2 separate regions of the Danio rerio genome follow, and region 1 is linked to region 2. The links are chromatin contacts, called in public Micro-C maps. All regions are on one chromosome and are shown on one strand. The core of a region is the stretch at or near the end of the contact, and the rest is flanking DNA. Distances in the headings are between cores, read along the strand shown. Region 1 overlaps mapkapk2a (MAPK activated protein kinase 2a). Region 2 holds the start of taf4a (TAF4A RNA polymerase II, TATA box binding protein (TBP)-associated factor).

Evidence for each region. Hi-C and Micro-C count contacts between places; a contact is called where the count stands out from the background.
Region 1: a Micro-C map of caudal fin shows a contact between it and region 2, with 2.6 times the contacts expected there. The contact joins the enhancer-like site here to the promoter of taf4a in region 2. A contact is called at or near these places in 2 of 18 Hi-C or Micro-C datasets (caudal fin and hematopoietic stem cells).

The regions. Positions count from the first base shown.
Region 1 is chr11:23,283,634-23,290,530 of GRCz12tu, reverse strand. The region is part of intron 1 of mapkapk2a (MAPK activated protein kinase 2a); the gene reads left to right. All of the region lies in intron 1 of LOC141376595 (a long non-coding RNA gene), which reads right to left. Among named protein-coding and RNA genes, the nearest start is that of mapkapk2a, 36 kb to the left of the region's middle. Within about 2 kb of position 2,495, at least 30 of the 62 cell types and tissues checked have an H3K27ac peak or open chromatin away from gene starts, as enhancers often do. A contact at or near this core is called in caudal fin, where this site is marked.
Region 2 is chr11:23,091,233-23,098,169 of GRCz12tu, reverse strand. taf4a (TAF4A RNA polymerase II, TATA box binding protein (TBP)-associated factor) reads left to right here and starts at 5,585. Exons shown (of 15, transcript XM_005172888.6): 1 at 5,585-6,801. The coding sequence starts at 6,105. All of the region lies in intron 1 of LOC141376595 (a long non-coding RNA gene), which reads right to left.

The sequences.
Region 1 (6,897 bases), core at 1,246-3,745, 200 kb before region 2:
TTTCTTAGATGTAGCTAAGCTACTTTTTCCAATTAGTTTTTAGCTTAGCTTGCTACATTTCCCTGAGGGTAGCTTTTAGTGTAGCTAAGCTACATTTTAAGTAGAGTAGCTAATAGCTTAGCTCTTTAGATTTTTCAAGTAGCTTGCCCAGCCCTGCCGCCACAGCAAAGGAACATCCTATCTTAAGCCTGGTTTATACTTTTGCGTCAAGTGACCGGCGTAACCCACGGCGCATGCAACGAGCGTAGCTGTGCATTTATACTTCTCCGTGCTGTCTCTGTTGGTCTGCATTAACACTTTCGAAACGCTAGTTGGCAGTGAGGTGTAAATGTCCCTCTGTGTCGAGTTTCTTCGCTGCTGTTTTACTTTTCCTGAACACTTCCGGGATGTAAAAGTGGAACAAACTCGCTCATTTTGAGGCAGGAACCAGCGGACGTGCAACAACTTTAACTATGAGGTAAACACAAAACAAAACTTTCCATCCGGAGCTCCTTCACGGGACTCCAGACTTGTAAACAATTGCTCCATTGGGCTCGCACCATTCACGCGGCTCTCGGTCCTGCTCAGATTGTCAGCGCTACCAAGCCGACCAATCACAGAGCTTGCGCTACGCATCGTTGCAATGTGTAGTTAAATTTTTTTGAGAGGTGCACGACGGCCACGGCGAAGGGCTATGCGTCAGCATCGTAGCATATGCCGGCGTTTGAAGCAGAAGTATAAATCACCCTTTACTGTGGCTCAACACCAACTCTGCAGGCAGATGTGATGTGGGTCCTTAAACAATGTCTGAGCACCCCTCTTACACATCGAATGAGAACATTACAGAGGTTTTCAAAACCATTTTTCCTGACTCTGAGGTTGAAGTTACATTCTTGTGCGGAAGCAACAAAACTGCATTTATTACTTAATTCAGATCCTTTTATAACTAAAGAATTCAATAATAATAGTCAATAGTCAATAAGGCCAACGGATTTGTGGTCATGTTTGACCTTCAATTGGACCTTCATATTCACTACTGGGTGGACGACCGCGCTGCTGCCAATGTATTAAATATAACTGAAAATTGAAATAAAATGCTTTATTTAACTCAAGTAGCCCACTTGTACATAATTATTTTCTAGGGTTCAAACTTTATACAGATTTGACTTTTTTTTCCCCTCATACTTCTGTCGGAATGGGTGCGAAGTTGGCAATGAAGTTCATTTAAAATGATATCGAAAAGTTCTTAAAAAGCCTTGAATTTCATTTGGAGGATCTTGGGGGTACCCTACCGCTATGCTCAATTCGACCAACACCCATCCAATTACTAACAATATATTTCATTAAAAAATTTAAGAAAAATTTATTTATTTAATAACTCTAGTAACTAGTAATTAATGTGCTTTAATTATTTTCCTTAAAATAACATTTGTTTTTAATGTTTTTAAGGTTAACTTGGTCGTTAAAAAAATTATTTTAGCGTTTAGCCTTCTGTAAGTCTACATTGTCATTCTTTATGGTCTGAAAGTGGCCTTTTAACCTCTAAATGTCAAGTGCTATTCTGGGCTTTCCGCCTGGATTTTGCACACTGATCATAATCTTTGCAAAAGTTATTCTGTTCCAGCTGATGAGAGAACGGAACCACTTAAGGGGGTGTTGGGCCAGTACAATGATTATTATTATAATTAATCATAATATATTCAAAGTAATAATTCCTCAATTTCTTTCCATGTTTTCATCTTAATAAATGTTTTCATCTGCTATAAATCTTTATTTGTAGGTTTCCTATAAAATGTATTTTGTTTAAATTAAAACATTTTGTTATTTAAATTAATTGGAAATTCTTTTTACTAAACATGTTTGTCTCAAGTTGTTTCAAACCTAAATGACTCTTCCTTTTATCTTTACAGAAATTATCCATTTCTCATCATTTCTGTTTTTCTTTCTAAATTTTGTCCGCTTATGAGGTTCAAAGCTACATTACTTTTTGTTTGATTTCCATTATACTGGCTTAAAGAAGTACTTTTTGGTTCAATTCTTGGTAAGTAATGATACATTTTTAGTTTTAAAGGTTTTATTTCGGTTATTTTATACATTTTGATCATCAAGATGTTACATGTAATAACTGACATACATAGAAATGCTGACACACACAAGCAGATGCATGAAAACAGTTAGACTGTGCTAATACCTGCTCTTTCTGAATTATATCGCTTCATGTGAGCATACTTGGTAAGCAGTGCTGCACTAAACTAATGACTTTGAAAGCAAAAGCAATTTAGATTACAAGTGACCCTTTTATAAATTATAAAAATACTATGATGAGTTCTGTGTGTTTCTTCTAAACATTGTGCCCATGTGACGCTGTGGGTGTCACGTTTATTTGTGTTTGTGTATGTTAAAGTCTTAGCCGGTTGTTGTTTGCTGTCAGGACGTTAGCAGGATATCAAGGGTGCTTTAGGGTTTGGCAGTGAAATCGGAGCACACTCTGCCCCGCCACATGTTTCATTGGAGAAAACCAACACCCTCCCCCCTCACACAACACCACACCACACGTGACACCACCCCTTCTCTCATATCCCCCTTCATATGCAAAACAAAGCTCGTGCCACCTGCCATATGTCTTTTCCTTCCTGTCACTCAAAATGATCCATGCCAGATTTGTTAATGACATTTAATATCCAAGTCACTAGAGTCTAATATAGATGTTCTAGTTGCATTCAGTCCGGACAGGTGGCTGCGCTTCAAATCTGTTTCTGTGACGCAAGCTACATGCACCTAGTGCACCTTCAGACCCTTTATGACGCACTTTCTTTCGCTGTTCACTTATTTACACAATCACGGCTTGCGTACTCTTTAACTTGACTCAATGACAATGCAATGCTAAATCGTAGTCTTCACAAATGATTTAAAAGCCTTTAGAAGCCAACTTTCATGGATGTTAATCTATTGATATAAGTAGTGCTATGGTGGGAGTAGCTGTTAAAAACAAAGTGCCACTTAGTTTTTAGTGGACTGTTTGTCTTATGTTGGCTTAAGTTACCTCTTACTTTTAGCATTTAAAGGAGATTTTGTTGTGTGTGATATTTCAAGCTTTTCTTTTAGGTCTTTACAAAAAGCGAGCGATAGACCAGTGATGGAAATAATTAGTCTCTGTTGGCTTAGCAACATGATCCATTCGTCAGCTCCGCATATAATTACATGTGTCGCTTAAACAATGAAATGTCTCACCTTACCAGACTGAGCTTTATTTCAGATCTGGATACAATACCTAAAGTGTTTTCAGAAACCTGGCACCGTTTCTTGTTTTGCATAAGTGTAGTGCAGTCTGTGTATGGCTCTCTAAAATCTTACATGGTTTGTAGTTAATTAAAAACAGCCACATGTAGTGATTTCTGGTTGAAACTGGATCTTTATTAATTTCTCCAAGGACAAGTCTTTTTAGACCGGAGAGCTACATAAGATATTCTTCACCCATAATATTTTCTTTTTAAGTTGGCACAAGTAAACCATTGTTTTCGTCATCTAGATGGTGCATTATTTTAATCCAAAATGATGTCTAGTTGCTTTTGCATATGTTTATTGATGACAATAATATCATATAATCATACTATGAACATAATATTTTTATTATTCAAAAAATCTAAACAGCTGGAGGCAAATAAAAGTGCAAATAACCCTATTGCTCATGCACTCATATTTTCAATTTTTGTAGATATTTGATGTAAAAAAAAAAAAAAAAAAACATTGTAAAAAAATAAATAAATGGGCTGTCGAAATAGTGGTATACTGGATCCTAAATCTCACGGTTTGATCACATTGTTTTTTTTACCGATCGGACCATTATTTAGATCAGCAAAAAAGAAAGGATACAAATGTAATTTGCTTCCCATTTATTACAAAAATAGTACTGCAAGAAACGTTTGGTATTAACAAACAGAACTTATAACCTGTAATATTACTAAAAATAAAATGAATAAATTATCTGTTACTACTACTACTGTTGCCGCCAATGCTATATGTAAAAATCTAACATTATAATTTGTACAACCCATTTAGATTTTTAGTCTCATTTTCAAAAAAATTATTATTCACTCATAATAGATAAATGCTAGATAAATGCATATGATGGTGATTTTAATCTTTACCATGAACATCATCGGTTTTATCAAAACTATAACCTGTTGTTCCAGTACTTTGTGTTATTAGGGGCCGAGCACCGAATGCCTGAACACTCACAAAACTTTGCCCATGCCCCAGAAGTGGCGAAAATTTATGTTTGTTATAGCTTTCGGAGGTGGATGTGGCAAAATGTCTCTACAGCACCACCTATGCAGTTTTGACGGACTGGACCCAGGACTACAATTCACTCATACGTATGAAAATTGCCAATATCAACAAAAAAGTCGCTTTAAGCAAAATCTCAAACTCAACAGGAGGTCAGATATTTTTAACTTCCTGTGCAAAAAAAGTGTTTTTTTGCCATTTCCAAGCATTATATTTTAACGAAATTCTACTAAGGATTTCATCAGATCAACACCAAAATTGGATGTTGTCATCTAAAGGCCTTGGCGATGTTAAATTGCGAAGATCTAGAGTTTTCGTCAAAGAATGTGTGTGTGGCGGCCTCTTATACTTTGATTCACCACGAAACAGGAAGTTGTTAAAACTCAGGCATGTATTGTCCCATCCGTCCGATAACCTACAGTTATAGCTCCACTTGCTGACAACAGGAAATGACATGTTTTACAGTGTAACAAACTCCCCCTACGAATCCATTAGTTTAGTCCAAAGGCCTTTGTGATGCTTATTTGTGATGATCTAGAGTTTGCCGAAGGGCGCCTCTGTGGCGGACCGACAAATTTTCGTGTTTCACCATGGAGGGGGGAAGAGCTTATAACTCAGCCCCATAATGACTGATCTGCCTAAAAATTCACAGGTTCAATGAGATTTCTCTCCTGAAGACATCTACATGCTAATATTGAGTCACAGTCATAGCGCCACCTAATTTCAGCTTAAATTATTATTGTCCACTTTTCTCTGTCTTCCTAAGCCCACTGGGCGGTGGTAAGCCTGGGTGCGAGGTCCCTTTCATCACTGCTTGCAGCTTTAATTTGACTATTTGCAACTTCATAACTCAAATGAATAAAGACTAAATTTCTTTCTTGATTTTTGCATTTTTAAACTATGATTTGAATGCAGCAATTCAAAGCATTAATAAACATATGCAAATCACTATCATTTATAATTTGTTTAGTCAGTGTTGAGATCCCGATCTTTTAATGATTAATTGTGCAGCTTACACTGAATGCATTAATGCAGGCTAAACAAGTGGTGACCAAAAACACCTTAAGTAACCTAATATACCTACAACAGCCCGAACAACCTACCACAACTTCTTCCGTCATCAATATATTTTACAGGAAAGCCTTAATGCTTTCATACATGTGATTTGAATGATGTAAGAGGCAATTTATACAAATTTAGGATTAGTCTACGAGTAAAAAAATGTATTGGTTATGATTGTATGGGAAGTGTATTGGAAGGATGTTACAGTCCTAGTCAGAAGTCAAGTGGAATCAAAATTAATGGATGATTTCAATATATACAATTATAGTGTGATTTAAGGATTTTGAATGCAGTTTATGGAAGCTGCATTTAAAAAAATTCTAAAGTAATAATATTAATAAAAGCAAGTTTTTTGTCTCACACTTTTAAACATGAAATCAAGCTTTATCAGTGAGGATTTAGACTACATATTTAAGTAGCCATAAAAAAAATAAAAGTCTTCTCAAATGTAGCTTAAAATGACATCAAATGTCAAAACATTTATTATGGTTTTTGAAATGACAGTAGTTGAAATAAGTGTCATTCAGGTTTGTCAGGGTTGAGGCTAAGAACAACAAAATCGCTTGTTCTGCTGTGCATTAGTGAAATGCCACCTTGAGGTCTTTGGTGAGAGAGTGGCTTTGTCCATGCTGGTGTGTGTTGTGCTGTGTGTGGGTGACATTAGATGTGTCTGCATTGTCATAGCTTAGCATTTCATTACTATATTTTCATTTTTGTTTACATTTGTGATACCTAGCTTCTCACAATAGACAAGTTTGGTCTGGATCACACCTGTTTATTTGGCTGGAGGCACACAAACGTTCTGATTTAGCTCTGTCAAATAAGCTCCCTGTAGGCTGGTGTGAGTACATGAGATTTCACAGGGTTGATGTGGGCTGTGTGTGAAGAGAGGAATCCTGAGACTTCTAAGCTGGCTATCAGGACACGAGTTAACGTCTAACATCGAACACCCCCCAAAGACATTCTTTCCAGTGCTTGTCATACATATCTGTGTGCTGCAGGACAGCGTGCCTTTAATAGTGGCCTACTGCGTGTGTATTTTAAGGAGGGAAGAACAAATCTGGATTGATATGAATTATATGTTCAATTCAGTTTTTTGGTCAACGTCATGGATGCCAGAATTCATGTGCTGTTTATACTCAGTTTTTTTTGTGAATGGACAGACAAGTGTATGATTCAAACTGCTCATCTCATGTCCTCATTCCACCTGATGCATTTTCAGTGGTTTGGATCAAAAGTGGTTTTTAAGGCCGTACTAACACGTTGTACAGTTGCCTTGAACTGGGTCAGAGCACGCTTGTCCCCCCTCCCATCTCATGATGTGCTGTTCAACACGTGCTCTCGCTTAGCACAGTGGAGATTTCTTTAGTTATATCACATTAATCATTTGATATGCAGTGACACTCAGTTAAATATTTCGCCGAACAGATCTGCCACTTTTGAAGCTCATAAACAATCATAAAGTCTGCATGCTGCAGGAATTAGGAGGTTTGATAAAGGTGCAGCTGTCATGCTGCGAGGGGTTTGTGTCTTTAATAATCGACAGTTTGCATTCATTGAATAGTAAGA
Region 2 (6,937 bases), core at 4,336-6,835:
CTTTTCGATCCCAGGGAATAAATTGCTTAAAAATACAGAAACTACGGTGGCATAGAGAGTTTAATGTGCAGCAGCTTAAGATAACACATGCATTAAAACAAACACAAGCAAAATTAAGAAAACATCTTTATCGGTTTGATAGCATGTGTGCTGCAAATTGTCACAATGCAAACACATATACTGTAGAAAAACGTGCTGCAAATTTTCACAACACAGACAAGGAAAAAAAAACAACTTGCTGCAAATCGTCACAACGCAAACACAATTAGAAAAACACACTGCAAATCTTCACAATACATGCAAATACATAGACCACAATGGAAACATTTTAGGAGGATGTGGAAAAAAAGTGATAAAGCTCAGTGAAGTTGTGAACTGAATGTAAGTTATTTTTTTATTTTTTTTTATTTTACACCCTAATTAATCAATTCCTTTGTTTTGTTGCATATTTATTAGCCTAAATATTCTGATGATTAACTGTGAATCATTATTAGATAATGAAATTAACTTAATATCCTCAACTAAATATGAGTTCAAGGTTAATAGGGCAATTTACAATGCTTTATTGTTAAAATAAGGACTAAATAAATTGCAGATAAAAGTAAAAAGCTAATTAAAAAATATTAGGGCTCTTTTAGTAGGCTAATGATTGAAAGGACGATATCATTTAAATACAATGCTAACTTCAGTCAACTTTTTTTAGATCACAATGTGCATGTGCTCTAAGGATTTTTCTACATGTTTTCTTTATATGTATGTGTTGTCAAAATTTGCAGCACAGTTTTCTTTTTGCGTTTGCATTGTGAGGCTTTGCAATGTGTTTTGTTATTTGTGATTGCATTTGCAGCGTGTTTTTCAATTCCAATTCTTATTTTGCTGGTGTTTTCTTAAGTTGCACCACGTTGAGCCCTCTTGAATAGGATCTGGCAGCAGATGCAAGATGAGCTGCATGCAATGTTTTTAATGTGCATACCAAACCCCGCGCCTAACACTACCTGTCTGAGATTGCATGTTTAAGATTGGGTGTCAGCTTACAATATAAGTCTGCAGTCAGATAGTATTGGCTCGGGCAACGCAAGAAACTGTCAACAAAATCAGTAAACTTTTCTAGATCATAAGTTGTTAGAGCATTTTTTTCATTGCGCATCATAAAAGTCTTGTTATTATGGTTTAACTGATCATGTGAAACATTCGCACAATGTCATAGTATTAATAGACAAACCACTGGACCAACCACATTGCACAACATCTCAAATGTTATTTTTGTCATAAAACCATTTAGCCAAAGTCCATCATCATAGTGGTTCAGGATTTTTACCCCGCAGAAATGACTTGAGCTCCTGCTCTCCCAAAGAAACTGTCAACAAAATCAGTAAACTTTTCAAGATAAAAAGTTGTTGGAGCAAAAATCTAGATCTCATAATGCAATTTAAAAGCATAAATAAACACAAAATACCCATGAACTAAGCTACATATGCTAGAACTCTTAATTATTATCATTTTACAGTAACTCCACTTTATTTGTAAGATATTCCCCTACATGACAACTTACTACCTATTTACTTACCCCTAAGTGGTTTCAAACCTTTACAGGACTCTTTCTCCTGTTAAACACAAACAAATTAAAAACGAGTGATGGAAAGATTTTTTGAAGAAAGCTGAAAAGATCTAATCACTGACTTCCATTGTAAGAAAAGCAAATATTATTAGAGTCAATGGTGAGTAAATGATGACACAATATTCAGTTTTTGGGTGAACCAGGGGAGTAGATATGGCATGGACGAAGGGTATGTGTCTCCACCAATATCCTGCAATTACTGAAATGTCCCCGGCAATAATTTAATCACCTTAAAAATAAAATAATGCTCTGTCAATCCTTAGTAATCTAAACATGCATAAAGGGTTAAATCACATTCTCTACTGGTGTCCTTCCTCATACAAACACAAAACAACAGTGTGATTGGCTGGGCCTATTTATGCTGTCAACGACATCTGGATATGAGAAGCACCAATACAAGGATTTTTTTCCAGGCCTCCTTCAAGATGTGGACATAAGTAGCTACTTTTCAGAGATTCAAGTTTTTTAAGGCAAGTTAGCTTGGAGTCCACCATAGAAATATTAACCAAGGCTGTGCAAGTAATTTAAATTTAGTTTTGATTTTGGCTTTCATAATTCTGAAAAATATTAATTAGGATAAAGCGGTTAATTTGCATCAGGTGCCTCTCCAATTTTCTCTATGTTCATGCCTCCATAATGCCAGATTGCAGTAAAATCATGTCAATTGACTTTTGCAGCATGGGACATGTTTCATTAATTGTTATTTGTAAGTATTTAAAGCCTTTATTCACGTTTTGAATAGCATGAAAGAAAATTTGTGCTGTTCTATGCTTGCACTATAGGGATGTATATCACCACCAATGTCAAGAGCTAATCTACAACTTTGGGTGTATTCACTAGATGTGAATATTAAAGTTTATCCAAAAATGAAATTCATCATTTACTCACCATCTACTTCTTCCAGAAAAAGATATTCTGTAGAATGTTGGAGAAAATTAGCTATTATAGTAGTGATAAAATGTAAAGGAATGGCTGTTTATTCAACATTCTTCAGTATATCCTTCTTTGTGTTCAACAGAATTCAGAAACTAACAAGAATTTAAAACTACTTAAATGTGAAAAAATGGTGAGGAAATCTTTTTTTTGTAACTATACCTTTAAGCAATGGGTGTCATGGAGGCGCAGTGTGTATCACGATCGCCTCAAAGCAAGAAAGTCGCTGGTTTGAGCCTCGGCTGGGTCAGTTGGCATCTCTGTGTGGAGTTTGCATTTTCTCCTCGTGTTCGCGTGGGTTTCCTCTAGGTGCTCTAGGTGCCTCCACAATCTAAAGACATGCGGTATTGAATTGAATAAGCTAAATTGGCCGTGTATGTGTGTGAATGAGAGTGTAAGGGTGTTACCCAGTGTTGGGTTGCGGCTGGATAGGCATCCGCTGCAAAAAACATTTTCTGGAGGTTCATTCCGCTGTGGCGAGCCATGATTAATAAGTGACTAAGCTGAAAAGAAATTTAATGAATGAATACCTTTCAGCAAGTAATGTAGGAAAAACGACTGTACCTCTGAAGCATTTACTTGAACAGGTCACTAGAATACTGTTTCATTATAAACTGTGAAATTATGTTTTACACCGTAGAGAAAGTAACAATAAAAAATTGATGCATATTTGATATTTAAATCTGGCACTCAATGAGCGTCACACACATCAGGAGAGCCGCACCTGTGATGCAAATACAATCATTTAAATCTCTTTTAGAACAAACAGCTTGTCATTGAAACTGTGAGCGAATGAGCAGAGAAAGTCAGGGCTGCGATTTAATACATACTGAATTTTTAGGTGAAATCAAATTAGCATTAAATTAAACTGACCTAAAACATTAAGTTGGATCATGTACAAGTTAGGAATAAGTTGAAACATGATTAACTTAAAATAAACACAAAATCCTTGATATTGATCGTTTAAAAGCAAAACGTTTTGTTCACATTCAATTTGAGGTTTTTTTTATCATTAAATGTTTTGCCATAAGAAAATTATATTAATTAATTATGGTTTAGGTATAATCATGCTTTTATCTTCTCTTCCAAAATTCCTTAATAAAAGACAGCTTCAGTGTCCTTGAGTGGCCCAGCCAGAGCCCAGACCTCTAAATCCTATTGAATATCTGGAGAGATCTGAAAGTGACTGTACATCGTTGTTTCCCATCCAACCTGATAGAGCTTGAGAGGTACTGCAAAGAGGAATGGGCAAAAATTCCCAAAGACAGGTGTGCCAAGCTTGTAGCATCCCATTTAAAATTACTTGACGCTGGAATCACTCCTAAAGGTGCATTAACAAAGTACTGAGCAAAGGCTGTGAATACTTGTGTACATGTGATTTTTCAGGTATTTTATTTTTAATAAATTTGCAACAATTTCAAAAAATCTTTTTTTACATTGTCATTATGGGGTATTGTGTGTACATTTTTCAGGAAACAAATTAATTTAATCTATTTTGAAATATGGCTGTGACATAAAATAAAATGGAAAAAGTGAAGCGATAGGAATACTTTCCGGATGCACTGTATACTGTAAATACAAGAAGAACCAACTGCTCCAGAGCATTATGTTTATTTTTTCCATTCAATCTAGCAGATTACGCGATGACATAAACATTATTTAATTCAAATCAGAAATGAAAGAAACGTTGACCACACATCATCAGCGACCTTTATGAACATTGATCTGATCTGCCTTTTTTTTTATAAAACTCATACTTGTTTACTGATTCACTGGTGATATTGATTAGTGCAAAATTAATACCAATAAAATGCTTGTGTATCTAAATAGTTTTTTAATTATTAAAAAATTAAACTAATTAAATTAGTAAATTAAAGTAGTTGTAAAGTACACTGGTATAGATGTTAAGTGTTAAAGTTCTCATCCTTAATTGAAATGATTAGAAATAGTGAAAACAACCAGAAAAACACGACTAATATTTAGTGATGCTTGTTTAACGATGTCGTCTCACAGCAAGAAGGTCACTGGTTCGAGCCTCAGCTGGGTCAGTTGGGATTTCTGTGTGGGATTTGCATGCTTTCCCCATGTTAACGTTGGTATCCTCCAGGTGCTCTGGTTTTCCCTCACAAGTCCAAAGACATGTGGTATAGGTGAATTGGGTTAGCTAAATTGTCAGTAGGGTATAAGTGTGAATGAGAGAGAGTATGAATGTTTCCCAGTGATGGGTTTACAGCTGGAGGGGCATCCGCTGCGTGAAACATGCTGGATAAGTAGGTTTATTCCGCTGTGGCAACCACAGATAAATAAAGTTTTTTATATAAGTTTCATTAATTGCTATTTTAACAAAATGTTATCAAATTATAAAAAAAAAACACCTATAAAAATAAGGGAGGACTTTTGAGAGCAAATGTGTCAGCTCACATTATGTTAGAAAAAAATTAGGTACTATTGGTTCAAGAAAGAGCTTTCTATTGGTTCTTTCTGTCACTTCGTTGACTATTTAATCAGCCATATTTTATTTATAACGTGCTTGCAAAATACAGACTTTTTATCCCGATGCAACGCTGTGCACATTGACAGAAAAAGTGTAGCATAAGTTAAAGTGAAGATTGAGCGTGTGACCAGAAACCCTGTGAACTATGGCTGCAGTAGCACGCGTGCCCTCTATGGCCAGTCACGCTGGCAGAGGTGTGGCGCCTTTTCACGCTTTCAACACAGACGCTTCAAAACACGGGGCCATCTTGGGGGAAGACAGCCCGCTGTGAAGTTCACACAACAGCCTCTACATGCTTTATAACCCGCACATAACAGCTATAAGTGCCTCTAGACACAACCGAGAGCAGCGCCCGTATAATTCAACGGTTGTTTTTCAACTTCACAAGGCCCTTTTCTCGATGACAGACCGACTCTGACCGCGCTCCGCCAGAATCAACTGACGTTTCTCATGTCCCGCCTCCACGCACGGAGACCACCAATGGCGGCTCCACAAAACTTCAGCGTAATGACGTTTCCGCTTTTGCGCGCATGCGCAATGTCATTTTATCCAAAGCTCCTCACTGTTCACATCGAAGATGGCGGCAGGCTTTGACCTGCTATATAAGGATTTCTGTATTAAAAGAGTGGGAAAGAAACTTTTTACCGACACTTCAGGTTGTATTAGATTAGACGTTTCCACATCTTGCCATAATAAGTTTGAGGTAAGCGCCCAGGCAGCCGGAAAATCACCCCGCTGACTCCGGGAAAAGAGGCAATTCAACTAGCTAATGTTGACATTTTGCGAGCTCTTGTACATATGAACATAATGAAAGCAGTCGCTCTTCAAGTGTGTTAGATGATTATTTCTCCCAAGAGCATTGTTACTAATGGACTTGAGGTGACACGGGCGCTTGTCAAATCCTTATTGACATTGTGACACGAGACTCCCATTCACTCACGCTTGTTTCCTTCGAAAAGCAACTGGAGGGAAAAGCCGATGAAAACCCAAACTTCCTGAACTGATGTGCCAGAGGCACAGATGGAAGACAGCTAAGGCGATCCGGTCTTTCTTAATGCTATGGTAACTACTTTGATCGGGACGTCCACAGTGCAAACTTTGAACGGAGGCAATGCAATGGATCCGCACACTGAAAGCGGCACTCCAGTGTCCAGTGGTCCATCATCATCATCGTCAGACGACGCTTCAACTTCTGTCCCGGTTGTTAATAACGGGCCCGGGGTGGCGAAAGGACTCGGAAACGTCACGGTCGCCCCAAGCCCAAACACAGTGATACAGTCTTCTTTCGGGACTCCTCCAGCCGCAGCATCCAGTGCAGGACCCTTAGTGACAGTTGTCAGGCCATCTATGCAAACTGCTGGAGCAGGTTTAACTATTAACGGAAGTAATAATAATACCACCATTTCTGTAGCCAATGTAGCGACCCCGGGAATAACTACTACTTCAACTACTACTACTAGTTCTACTACTACAACGACCCCTCTTTTGTTGAACCAGACTTCTGCACCTGTCACCGCGAGCAAGTCCGAGTCTCCTAAAACTATCATCCAGCCCGCAGGCAGCATGACTGTCGGCCCTGCAGTGGCCAAGGGGGCTGTTTTGCAGGGGGTTGCGAGAACCGCAGCTCCGGCAACTGTTGCAGCAGCATCAGCATCATCTAGCCCGACCATCAGGGCCAGCGCGCCACAGGTGTTAGCGCCCCGACTCCCTCAGAGCAGCCCGGGCCAGAACATCCAGAATATCCAGCTACCTCCAGGTACCCCACGCTCACATTAGCACTTTCCCTGAATGTTGTCTGGAATGACATGATATGTGTATAGAGAAACTTACGAGGAGTGTTTTGGTTTCGTGTGAAGTTTGCTCTCTCCTGAAATACTTGCAAACTGAAAAAA